3 separate regions of the Sus scrofa genome follow, and all the other regions are linked to region 2. Evidence: chromatin contacts called from public Hi-C and promoter capture Hi-C data. All regions are on one chromosome and are shown on one strand. Each heading gives the region's core, a stretch centred on a gene start, on an enhancer-like site or on the middle of the called end of the contact. The rest is flanking DNA. Distances are from core to core; before and after follow the strand shown. Region 1 holds the start of LOC110257335 (Golgi phosphoprotein 3). Region 2 holds the start of SUB1 (activated RNA polymerase II transcriptional coactivator p15). Region 3 overlaps MTMR12 (myotubularin-related protein 12).

Region 1 (4,008 bases), core at 104-2,603, 340 kb before region 2:
GCAAGTTACCTAGAAGGTCAATTTCCAGGAGGCTTCACGAGAATTTTGTTGGACTTCTAACTTTATCAGCAAAACAACTTTTGCCTCCATTACCATCTCACCGTAATTTCCCAAAATTCCAAAAGGTACACCTTAAGCTGTTGGGTTTGTTTTTTGTTTGTTTTTTAAATCCCCCAGAAGGCAGATTCGTGGATCCCTCCCAGGTCCTAAAACCTGCAGAACCATGAGTTCGGGGCGCTGGTGGTTCCATGTGTTTCACTCTAACCCGCAGTCTCCAGGTGGGAATTGTACCCTGGGGTCTATACGGGTTAGACACGCTGGGAAAAAAAGCGAGGAAGAAAGAGACTGTCGGGGAGTCAAAATTTAAGGAGTGACTGTGAAAGGAGAAAGGGAAATCCAAACAATCTGTGCGGGGAGGATCTGGAAGCACCGGGCCGGCTGGGCGCTCCCGAGCGCGGAGCTCAGGAGCTCGGAGGGCAGACGCGCGGAACCAGTGGCCGGGCTCCCGCCTGGCGCCCGAGCCCCGCGCCGGCCGCCCCCGCCCTGCCCGCCGGGGCCGCACCTCTCGGTCCTTGAGGCCCAGCAGGAGCACCTCCTCCATCAGGGTCAGCCGCGTTTCCTTGGAGTCGCCCTTGTCGTCGTCGTCCTGCTCGTCGCGGCGGCTCTGCGCGTCGTCCTCGCCGTTGCCGCCGCCGCCGCCCGCCGCCCTCTCCTTGTCGGCGGCGTTGCGGGAGGCCTCGGTGCGCCGCTGCACCAGCCCGGAACTGCGCTGGGTCAGCGAGGTCATGGCTCCGGCTGAGGCGCCACGCCGGGCCGAGAGAGACGCGGGACCGGCCGGGTCTCCCTCCTCCTCCCTCCGCAGCCCCCGACCCGCGCTTCCGTGTTAAACCCGGGCGCTGGGGCGACGTCCGCGGGCAGCGGGACAGGAGGCAGTCATGGGGATACGGGCCGCGGCGAAGCGGGCGGGCTGGGCGTCGGCGGGGCGAGCGAGGGGTTGCTTTCTTACTGCTGCCGCAGACCCCCTGGCAGCCGGAGCTCGGTGGCGGAGGCGGTGAAGGAAGAAGCAGCGCTGGAGGAGGAAGCGGCGGCGGCAGCGGCGGCGCCTTTCCAATATGGCGGCGCTGGCTGACGTCACTGGAGGATGTGGCACGGCCGGCGCGGGAGGGGCTCGGAGGGCGCCGGAAGCGGCCGGCGAGGACCTGGCGGCCCCGGGCAGGGGTGGGAGTGGGAGCTTGTGGACGTCGACCCCTTCCCCGGTCCCCGGGTCTTCCCCGGCGCTCGCCCTTTCCTTGGCGGTTCGTTCCGCGCTCGGCCCGCGGCCCCCCTCCCGTGACGTGTCCGCCCTCCGCCCGCCTTCCCCTGTGCGGGTCGAGGAGCCCGGGCTGGAGCCAGAGATTGGCCAGGCCCCCGCGAATAGGGGCCACCCCCGTGGCCTAGCGAGCGTGAACCCTGTTTAGCCTCGAGCTGTGCTCTTAGCACCTCGGACACCACCGACCTCGGAGTCGCCCTCGGATAGGGCTGAAGGGACCCGTCTTGGAATCCGGGGTCCCCAGGAGACACTCGGAGGACTTTGCTCAGCGCTGATGGGGTGAGGGCAGGGTGCGTCCTCTGCCCGCGTTCCCAGACTTCAGGAGGAACAATTGCTTTTAAATGGCTTGAAAGTGGACTTTAGTGTTTTCTGGGTGTGTGACGGTATGGAAAGAGAGGTTAGAAAGAACTGAATAGTTTTCTTTGTAAAACTCTTCCTCCCTCCGGGACCAGGGAGCAGTAAGTACAGTTAGTACTGCACACGTCAGTCAGTCAACTTTAACGAACCTTTTATAGAAACAATAAACCCGTTGGGTTTCATGCCACGTCTTTGTACACATTAAATCTCCTTCAATTTAATCAGTGGGTTAAATCCTCTTGGCATGCATGTTAGTTTGTGCAATTTATGTTAAAGAATAGCGTCAAACCTGAGGGGTGGCGGGGGGAGGATGGAGATCCAGAAAAGTAGAACTTCTAAGCAAAACATTATCCAGAAATGGCATTGTATGCCATCCGATATTATTTAAAATCAATAGTGACCACAGGCTGTGGCTACAGAAAGATTTGGAAATGAGGAATGCGTTGTCCTAACAGGGCTGTAGTAAGTGATAAACGCCCACAGTAAAATCGTCCCATAGAACGTTCTGAACACAAAGTTCTTCCCGGGAGTTCCCGTCGTGGCGCAGTGGTTAACGAATCCGACTAGGAACCATGAGGTTGTGGGTTCAATCCCTGGCCTTGCTCAGTGGGTTGGGGATCTGGCGTTGCTATGGCTCTGGCCTAGGCTACATCTCCGATTAGACCCCTAGCCTGGGAACCTCCATGTGCTGCGGGAGCGGCCCTAGAAAAGGCAGAAAGACCAAAAAAAAAAAAAAGTTCTCCCCCTTCCACAGACCCATTACCCACAAATCTTGTGGCTATTCACCATCACTGCCACCCCATGCCTTGGAAAATGAGAAACTAAATCTTCTGGAGTGAGGAGGAGGGTGACCACAAAGTCAACTATCCCTTTCTCCTATCATTTAGAGCAAAGGTCAGTTTCACTTCAACCAATTTCTCTCATTCACAATCCTGTTCAACTCTTTTTTTTTTTTTTTTTTGTCTTTTTGTCTTTTTTGTCTTTTTTTATTGTTGTTGTTGTTGCTATTTCTTGGGCCGCTCCCGCGGCATATGGAGGTTCCCAGGCTAGGGGTTGAATCGGAGCTGTAGCCACCGGCCTACGCCAGAGCCACAGCAACGTGGGATCCGAGCCGCGTCTGCAACCTACACCACAGCTCACGGCAACGCCGGATCGTGAACCCACTGAGCAAGGGCAGGGACCGAACCCGCAACCTCATGGTTCCTAGTCGGATTCGTTAACCACTGCACCACGACGGGAACTCCTTTTTTTTTTTTTTTTTTTTTTTTAATTTCTCTTCCAGTTCTTTCCCAAACAGCTTAAAATGTTGCTTTTTAAAAGAAATATAATTAATGATTTGATCGATATAGTCAAATACATAGTTGAAAGAGTTTAAAGATAGATATAGTGAAAAATCTTCCTTTTACCCTTGGCCCTGTTCGCCCAGTTACCACCTCCATACCCCACCCCACCCCCCCACAGCCCCATAGTGATTTTAAAATATGTCAACACATTCGGTGAAGCCTGATTCTTCTCCCCTTGAGTGCAGGCCAAACTTAGTGACTATCTTCAAATGAAGGAATGTGGCAGGCATGACTGTGTGACTTAGACTAGATCATAAAAGTCCTCAGCTTCTTCCTTGCTCACCTTTGCTCTCTCTGGGATCATTCACTCCAAGGGAGGCCAGCTGCTATATCATGAAGACATTCAAGCAGCCTTATGAAGAGGTCTAGTGGCAAGGAACTGAGGCCTCCTACCCAACAGCCATGTGAGTGAGCCATCTTGGAAGTGGATTCCAGCCCAGGTCAGACCTTTACCTAACCTCTTAATTGCCACTCCATGAAAGATTCTGAACCTGTATCACCCAGCTAAACTATTCCTGAATGGCTACAAAAACAGTGAGACAATATTTGTTGTTTTAAGCTGCTAAATTTGGAGTAATCTGTTATACAGTAATAGGTACCAGAATACTTGGGCATATACACAAATGAGTGACAACTATATTACTCTATATTCTATATCATTACTTAAGAGCTTCTTTGTGATTTGTTTCAGTTATATTGTATAAACATACTGTAATTTTTTTTAGTCCTCTATTGACAGATATTTAGGTTGTTTCCAGTTCTTTGTTATTACAAGCAATGCTATAATAAATATAATGAAGAGCCACATATATTTTGTCCCCAAAAATATATGCTCATTGTCTTACTATTCATGTACCTGTATCACACTCTTGAAATTATTGAGACTTTACATACCTTTGTTGCTGTTTTTTAGAGTTTTCCTAGCATTTTTTTTTTATATATTCCACAAGGTAGACTTCAAAATCACCTTGTCTGTATACAAAGAAACAGGGAGGGAAG
Region 2 (4,005 bases), core at 755-3,254:
GATGGAAGCTGCATCCTCATGGATACTATTCACATTTGTTTCTGCTGTGCCACAATCGGAACTCCTCTTTTATTTTTTATAGCACTTATCTGGATTGCCATCTCTATTTAATACTTTTCTTGCTTATTGTCTGCTCTATGAGTTTAGAGTGACCCTATCAGTTTCATTCTTTCCTAAATTCCCACCACTTAGAGCAGTGCTGGCATACAGTAGTGGTGTTGAATACATGTTAACTAAATGAGTGAATAAACCGGGAAAGGACCTTTGCTCAGTTTCCTCCATGTAAGTAAAGAGAACTGTAGCTCTTTCCATCTCAAATGAGAGGGAGGGGAGGTTGTGTGTTAAGTGACTCCAGCCAGTACCCTGAACTCTGTCCTTTCTCCACTAGCATCCAGATTTTGAAAGAGAACTGAATTCGTGGCTCCCAGAGCCCAGGCTGCCAGGTGATCCTCTAGTTATTCCACTATATGAGCTTATTCCAATCAGACACCCCCTACAGAGCCTCAGGGCACCACTGGCCCCAAAGGGAACTTTGGTCAGCTTAGCCATAGTTTGTGGGGGTCCTTTCCAAACTATCTTTGGGTGTGTAAACTCTGGGCTGGCAAACGCTGAAACAGTGGTTAATGAGTAAGTTACTTTTCTTTTTTTCTTTTTTTTTTTTGTCTTTCTGCTTTTTTAGGGCTGTACCCGAAGCATGTGGAGGCTCCCAGGCCAGGGTCTAATCGGAGCTGTAGCCGCTGGCCTACTACGCCAGAGCCACAGCAACTTGGGATCCGAGCTGCCTCTGCGACCTACACCACAGCTCAGAGCAACGCTGGATCCTTTACTTACTGGGCGAGGCCAGGGATGGAACTGGCAACCTCATGGTTCCTAGTTGGATTCGTTAATCACTGAGCCATGACGGGAACTCCAATTTCATATTTTTAACAGTTCAATTTTCTCATTTTTCTTTTTGACTTTTTCAATTTTCTCATCGAAATGTATCTTTATGTATTGTAAAACGCACAGATATTAGGTGAAAATCTAACCACCACTCAGACCAAGATATATTCAGCATTCCAGCAGGTTCCTTCACTCTCACTCCAAGCGATACTCCCGAAAGGTAACCTAACCTAGATCCCCATGTATTATTCTTGCCTTTGTAGGAACATCATATAAAAGGAATTCTACACTTTTTTTTTTTCTTTTTAAAAATGGTCATCTAGCCTGACACTGCATGATTGGGAATGGGCTCGAGCTTTTTCAGTCTTCCTCAGTCCGTCCAGTGTGACTCCAGCAGTGCAGGGTTTGAGTCATGACACACTCCCTGTACAGCCTACAGCAGATGTCTTTCATCTTGTTGATCCTTGATGTCCTCATCTACAAAATGGAGAGAATAATCATTCATACTTTGGAAAGTGCTTGTTAGGATAAGTAATATTTAAGTGCCTCATTGCAGTGTCTGGAACATAGGTGTTTGATAAATGTGTGTAGAATAAATATATGTACATACATGTACATATATGAGCTTATATTTATTCTTGGCTTATATATATATATATATTCTTGGCCATAGTAGGCATTCATTAAATATTCATTCAAATAATCTATTGGCCGTGTTCCTGCTTGTAGTATGGATTTCTCTTGCCTTCTGTGAACTACCATACACCTCCAGGATTCAGTTTAGGTATTAAGGATGTGTATGTGACCGAAGAGGTCTGCAAAGTTTTTTTTTTTTTTTTCCTTTCCCCACTTTCTGGAATTAAATGCTGTGAGTTTGGCTTCTTCCCTTTGAATTTTACCAGCCAGGGTCATGTATGGACATTTCATTTTAATACAAGAAAACATTTATTAAACAAATGCAAAGCTCGGTGCTTGTCATTCTTGTTTTATTCATTCCCTCGTTCCCTCACAGGTCTGATCCAGTCTTGGCTGCATCTCACTTTTAACGGCATCGGTTCAGGACCAGGGGAGGTCCCTTTAAAGCCCTGGAAAGGGTCTCGGTGTTGGTTTCCGCGGGGAGGCCACGCCCCATCACGTGTCCGCGGTCCCAGCGGGGCGGGGCCGGAGACTCTTAGCTGCCGTCAGTTCCGGTTCTCTGTCAGTCGAGAGCAAGCGAGCCAGCAGGAGGTGGTTCGCCTACCCGAGCGGAGCGTGAGTACTCGGGTCCCGGTCCTCCTCCTTCGAAACCCCGACCTGGCCGACCCCCACCCCCTCAGCCCAACCGCTTACTACCTCCCCTCGTTCCCTCTCGTCCGCGACGGCAGCGGGAAATGGCGGCGGTGCCCGATCTCCAGCTTCTCCTCCTCCGCCTCCCCTGACCCTCTCTTCTGTACCCGACCCCGCGCCTCACGCGGTGCAGGCCCCTCGGCGCCTGGAGGTGGCACCCGGGGACAGCGGCCTGGGGCGGCTGGACACGGCCGGGCCGGGGCGAGGAGCCGCGGGGAGGGGGCCGGGGCGCCCCCGGGACAATGCGGCGGCCTGGGCTCGGGCGGGGGCGCGTGCGGGGCCTGCGCTTGCCCTAGGCCTCTCTGGTGCCCCCACCCCTGCCCCCAGGATTGGGGGGGCCCTCCAGGGGTGAGGGAGAGTGGGCCAGGGCGGAGGAGAACCCAGGGGGCGGCAGTAGAGACTGGGGTGGCAGGGGACGGCTGGTTTGCTGGGGGGTAGCGAGCGCTTCGAGAGAAGAAAATGGCGCTTGGTGCAAGTCCCTCCTCTTCCCACACCGTCTCCTCCGCATTTCGCTGCTTCCCACGCCCCCTCCGACCAACCTGCCTCCCCTCGCCCAAGTCGTTGCCTGTCCCGAGGTTCTTGGTCTTGTGAGACCCCCCCTTCTCCGTTTTAGTGTTTATCACCCTCGTGTTGTACCGAATTCGTCTGTCCTTTGGTCCTAGTTTATTTTCACCTCGTCTTTTCTAATGCTCCCTCCCCCATGCCTTCATCAAAGATAGAAGATTGATTTTTAGGTTGTGTTTTGTGTATGTTCTATACCGGCGCTTTTCGTATCATTTTTGCCTTCAGGAGGAGCCTGCCCCGCCCCCTTTTTTACCTCGAACAGTAAAGGCTTATTCAGTAAAAATTAAAATGTATTTTGTTAGAAGTTCAAAGAGGCTGGCTTTAGTTACCATTGCCTTCTCTTCGTGTCGGATGGACTGACTTGGGTTAGACACGAGGTGGTTCTTTGAAATGGTCTTAGGCCCCCAGGTACCTTTAACGAACAGATGGTATAGTTATGCTTGACCGTTTTAAAGTGAAATATAGATTATGTTCAATTTAATTACCTTAAAAAATGTTTCTTGGGCATTAATCGCAACTAGCATAAAAAACAACAAGATTGATTTTGGAGATTAGGTTGTAAAGTGGGGCACTAACAGGACTCATGTATACAACGTGGTTTTATGAATGTTGCTGCTCCCTTCTGAATTTACTCCTCCTGTCATCAAGAAATTGCCAGTTAAAAGCAGTAAGGCTGAGTTGGGCATAGTTTGAGCTTCTTGAATTTAGTGCTGGCCGGGGATGGCCCATTTCTTTTACCTTGACCTCCTATTGTGCGGCACATTCAGTGCCAGTGCAAATGCAAGTTTAGTCGAGAGCTGCGTTATTTGTGATCTTTCATCCAGCAACCATTTACAGTATGTGTTGTGTACATTGGGCCCTTTATGGCACACAAAAATTAATAAGACTCAGGCTTTTCAGAGATGGAGAGAACAAAAGATACTCGTTTTGAAAGTAAGCATTTTACCACTTTTTTTTTTTTTTTTTTGGTCTTTTTGCCTGTTCTTGAGTCACTCCCGCGGCATATGGAGGTTCCCAGGTCTGGGGTGTAATCAGAGCTGTAGCCACCGGCCTACGGCCTAGGCAAGAGCACAGCATGGAGGGATCCGAGCTGCGTCTACGACCCACACCTCAGCTCACGGCAACGCCGGATCCTTAGCCCACTGAGCAAGACCAGGGATCGAACCCAAAACCTCATGGTTCCTAGTAGGATTCGTTAACCACTGAGCCATGACGGGAACTCCAGCATTTTAC
Region 3 (3,960 bases), core at 1,441-3,940, 290 kb before region 2:
ACCTACACTATAGCTCATGGCAACGACAGATCCCCGACAAACTAAGCGAGTCCAGGGATTAAACCCACCTCCTTATGGATGCTAGTCAGATTCGTTTCTGCAGTGCCATAACTGAAACTTTAGGACTCAGCACTTTCAATGCCTGGTCTGGGAACTGAGATCCCACATCAAGCTGCTGCACGCTGTTGCCAGAATATTCATTTTTTTGCAAAGACTAACTTGTCAGAAGCTGTTGGAATCTCGTTGAGTTAATTTTTATTTAAGTTCTACAAATCAGGATTACTTCCACCAGGAAATATAATACAGCCTTGGGTACATGATTTACAAGACTCTGAACACGCTTGTTTTGTTTTTTCCCCCCAGAACACGCCTGTTAATATATATCCCTTTCCCCTGCAAGGGTTCCAATGTTTTTAAGGCATTCAAAGTCATCCGACAGTGAAGTGACCTCAGCCCCCGTGGCAAGCCCCTAGGGCATGCCCTGCGTAGGCAGTGACCCTTGCATCTGAAGATAGGTATTAAACACGACTGGGCTCTGCCTGCCCAGGGCTGAATGGCTCTGTGATGACAACACTCACCTCCTCCTTGTCACTCTGACGCAGGTGGTTGCAGCGATCCAGGAAGCAGTGCCCACCCATGATCCACTCCTTCTGGACAAGACTCTGGAAACCAAACCTGGTCCTGCAGTGAGGGTCCATCATCACTTGCACCAGAGAGGAGACGAGGCAGCAGAGGTCGGAGGCGTTCTCCTCTGGGGAGGCGGTGCCCAGTGGCAGCGCAGAGAGGAAGAAGGGTACCAAGAGTTAAATAGCTGCAGAGGCACAGGTAACAGCACGGCCCCAAACCAATGTCTGTTCCCGTCAAGCTCCAATTCTCAAAAGGGCAGAACCAGTGGGGGAAAAAAGGTAATGCTTTCAGACTGAGAGACAAACTGCTTCTAGCCTGGCTGGCATAGGTCCCAGCGCACAATGGCACTTAAGATGGGCTTGTTACTGATAATTAAACACAGCGCAACAGACCCACTGTCAGCAGGCGGGGTCCAGATGTGCCACTTGATGAGGGCAGAATCACACACAACGTGGTGGCTTGCTGGGCTCCACAGACAACTCAAAACCCTTCCAGCTAGTGTGTCCGAGTTCCCATCACTGAATTCACTGTTCCAAGGCTCAGCTGCTTCTCAGGCGCCTTCCCTCTGCTACCTCTTGCTTCAGAGAAAGTGTAATATTTCTTTTTTTTTTTTAGGGCCGCATTCACGACACATTCCCAGGCTAGGGGTCAAATCAGGGCTATAGCTGCTGGCCTACGCCACAGCCACAGCCACACCAGATCCAAGCAGCGTCTGTGACCTACACCATGGCTCACGGCAACCGCCAGATCCTTAACCCACTGAGTGAGGCCAGGGATCAAACCTGCGTTCATTTCCACTGTGCCATGATGGGAACTCCAAGGAAGTGTTGTATTTCTGACTGCACTAGGATGCCTCTGATTCTCCCTCCAAGACTCTTTCCGTTCTATCTGAGAGCAGAGAAGGGCCTGCTTCCCCCTGCCTAGCCTAGAGGAGGCTCTCCACAGCAAGTGTGAGCCACACGTCCACCCCTGGAGTGCACGGTACAAAACCCACATGATGAAAATTCTGCTCACACCCTGGCTCGCCAGCCATGACCTACAGTAAATAAAAACATGTCTATACCCATGCATTTGTCTTAGAGTTTTAAGGTCCTGAAAAATCAATGTCTACACCCCTGTGGTTTCTACTTTACAAAAATAAGTGCAACTCCAGTTGCTATTTTATTTTTTTGGTCTTTTTGCCTTTTCTAGGGCCACTCCTGCGGCATATGGGAGTTCCCAGGTTAGGGGTCTAATTGGAGCTGTAGCCACCGACCTACACCAGAGCATAGGAACACAGGATCCGAGCCGCATCTGCAACCTACACCACAGCTCACGGCAACACTGGATCCTTAACCCACGGAGCAAGGCCAGGAATCGAACCCACAACCTCATGGTTCCTGGTCGGATTTGTTCACCACTGAGCCACGACAGGAAACTTCTCCAGTTGCTACTTTAAAATGTCCATGAGGACGATAGTGCCGGCAGGAGTTAGAGAAGCTTCAGAGAGAATTCTAAGCAGGGAAGTGTTTCCACTCTTAAAGCTTCATTGTGACCCCAGAGTGAACACTTGTTCTCCTGTTTCTCTTCCAGGAAACAAGGTCAAACTGTGGGAACACGCGGCTTTAGGAGAAACAGATTTTTATGTGTCTTCCTAGTGCTATCACCTTTTGAAACAAGTTTCATTTTTTTCAGAGGATCTTCCTTCTTCTGTGTGAAGGGTGTTAACTGTACATCTGTGGGTCTCAGGAAGAACGAGATTTCAGAGGAGACATAACCCAGCAATCCACTAAGGATCAAGTGACAGCTCAGCCTCGTCCGCCAGAGATTCCCATTAATTGGGTTTTATTGTAGTGTCTTTTCTTTCCTGGCTGCACCCAGGGCATGTGGAAGTTCCCGGGCCAGGGATCAAATGTGGCCACAGCAGTGACCCAAGCTGCTACAGTGACAACACCTGGATCCTCAACCCACTGAGCCACAAGGGAACTCCTCCCATTTCATTTTATGCAACTCTGGCACTGGTGCAGGTGGGCCCTGGGTATTTCCATCTCTCAGCCCCCAGTCTTTATTCCTCCTTTTCACAGTTACTCAGTACTCTGTTCTGCCACTGTAAGGTAGGACTTCTTCAATAACAACCTTAGGCTTGCTCTCTTCATAGGCTGGTAAATTTCTAGAAGGCAGAAGCACACAGCTCTGTACATGGGAGGTGCTCTGTGAATGTATTCAAATTTAAGTCAGTGAGCCAGCATCAGAGGGTACAAGAAGCCCCAGGCACACACTTTTCCAGTCTGCCCACAGAAGTCAAATCCCAGCAGTCATGGAAAGTGTCAGGAAAATGCTAAAAGCTCAAGGGTATGAAAGCATGAGACAGTCTACTTAAGCATGCGGTAGAAGAAACTTTAAATATTCAAAACAGCAAACATACTACTTCAGCTCAAATCTAACCAATTCCAGCAACAATCCTCATCGCCTAAGGTTTACGCTCTGCTTTTTCACATGCCGAATGTGTATGTCCTGTCTGCATGCACGGCAAGTTAAGCCCACAAAAGAAAAGGAAATCGGGGACCACAAAGTCTCTATGGCAACTATACAAAACTGTCAGACACAAAGATGCAAAAGTAACAATTAAACCATCCATGGGTCTCTTCATACAAAAAGATCATCCAAAGATTTTAACTTTAACTGAGTTAATATAAAACAAAAAACCTCAAAACATTAGGAAATGTGAGCTTTGGAAAAGATAGCAAACAATTCCTTCTTGGGCTACAAATAGGTCTGCCAAGTTCCAAGTGAAAGAATTCATTTTTAAACTCCAACACTGAAATCCAAAGCAAAGGATTCTAAGGTCAGGGTAAAAAGAATGGGAAGGATTTCTACACCAGCTCACCCTTTTTTTTAAGAGAATTCCAATTACATAAAGCCCCATATATAAATAAATCCCAAGTAAAGAAAAAAGGAGACCACTCTTTGTGCTGTAAATATATTACCTAGAAGAAGAATGTTCATGTTTTGTGCTTCTAGACATTCTATAATCTCTATTGCTTTTTTCAGGCAGCGTCTAAATAGGAGAGAGACAAGAAAAGGGGAGATTAGGTCTTGAGCTTGATATCATACACACTAAGAAATTTATTGAGAGGTGTCTGACTTGATCTTCATTTTCTTATCGCACTGTTTCGTGCTAAAACTCCTTCAGAAAAGAAACAAATTATCATTTACACTATTCAGATACTGCAAGACACTCATCTGCTTATCAGAAACTTAAATTCTTTAGAATTCCAAAACTGACATAAAAATGTTCCTAGGTGATCCCTAAACTAGAAATTCTTACTGCAAATTCACAGCTGAGTGTGTCGG

Evidence for each region. Promoter capture Hi-C pulls out the DNA fragments that hold promoters and counts their contacts. A called contact is a pair of places that touch in the nucleus more often than the background predicts.
Region 1: a promoter capture Hi-C map of fetal liver shows a contact between it and region 2, with 3 times the contacts expected there. The contact joins the promoter of LOC110257335 here to the promoter of SUB1 in region 2. A contact is called at or near these places in 1 of 5 promoter capture datasets (fetal liver) and 2 of 2 datasets of contacts at active chromatin or transcription factors (alveolar macrophages and skeletal muscle).
Region 3: a Hi-C map of omental adipose tissue shows a contact between it and region 2, with 2.3 times the contacts expected there. The contact joins the enhancer-like site here to the promoter of SUB1 in region 2. A contact is called at or near these places in 2 of 5 promoter capture datasets (fetal liver and liver) and 11 of 47 Hi-C or Micro-C datasets (embryonic fibroblasts, epiblast stem cells, fetal heart ventricle and 8 more).

What each region holds. Positions count from the first base shown.
Region 1 is chr16:18,415,143-18,419,150 of Sscrofa11.1, forward strand. It overlaps LOC110257335 (Golgi phosphoprotein 3), which reads right to left and starts at 1,354. Exons shown (of 4, transcript XM_021077099.1): 1 at 563-1,354. The coding sequence starts at 787.
Region 2 is chr16:18,756,882-18,760,886 of Sscrofa11.1, forward strand. SUB1 (activated RNA polymerase II transcriptional coactivator p15) reads left to right here and starts at 2,005. Exons shown (of 5, transcript XM_021076608.1): 1 at 2,005-2,133.
Region 3 is chr16:18,469,256-18,473,215 of Sscrofa11.1, forward strand. It overlaps MTMR12 (myotubularin-related protein 12), which reads right to left. Exons shown (of 17, transcript XM_021077144.1): 13 at 3,594-3,664; 14 at 579-751. Among named protein-coding and RNA genes, the nearest start is that of MTMR12, 67 kb to the right of the region's middle. Within about 2 kb of position 2,691, at least 6 of the 83 cell types and tissues checked have an H3K27ac peak or open chromatin away from gene starts, as enhancers often do. A contact at or near this core is called in omental adipose tissue, where this site is marked.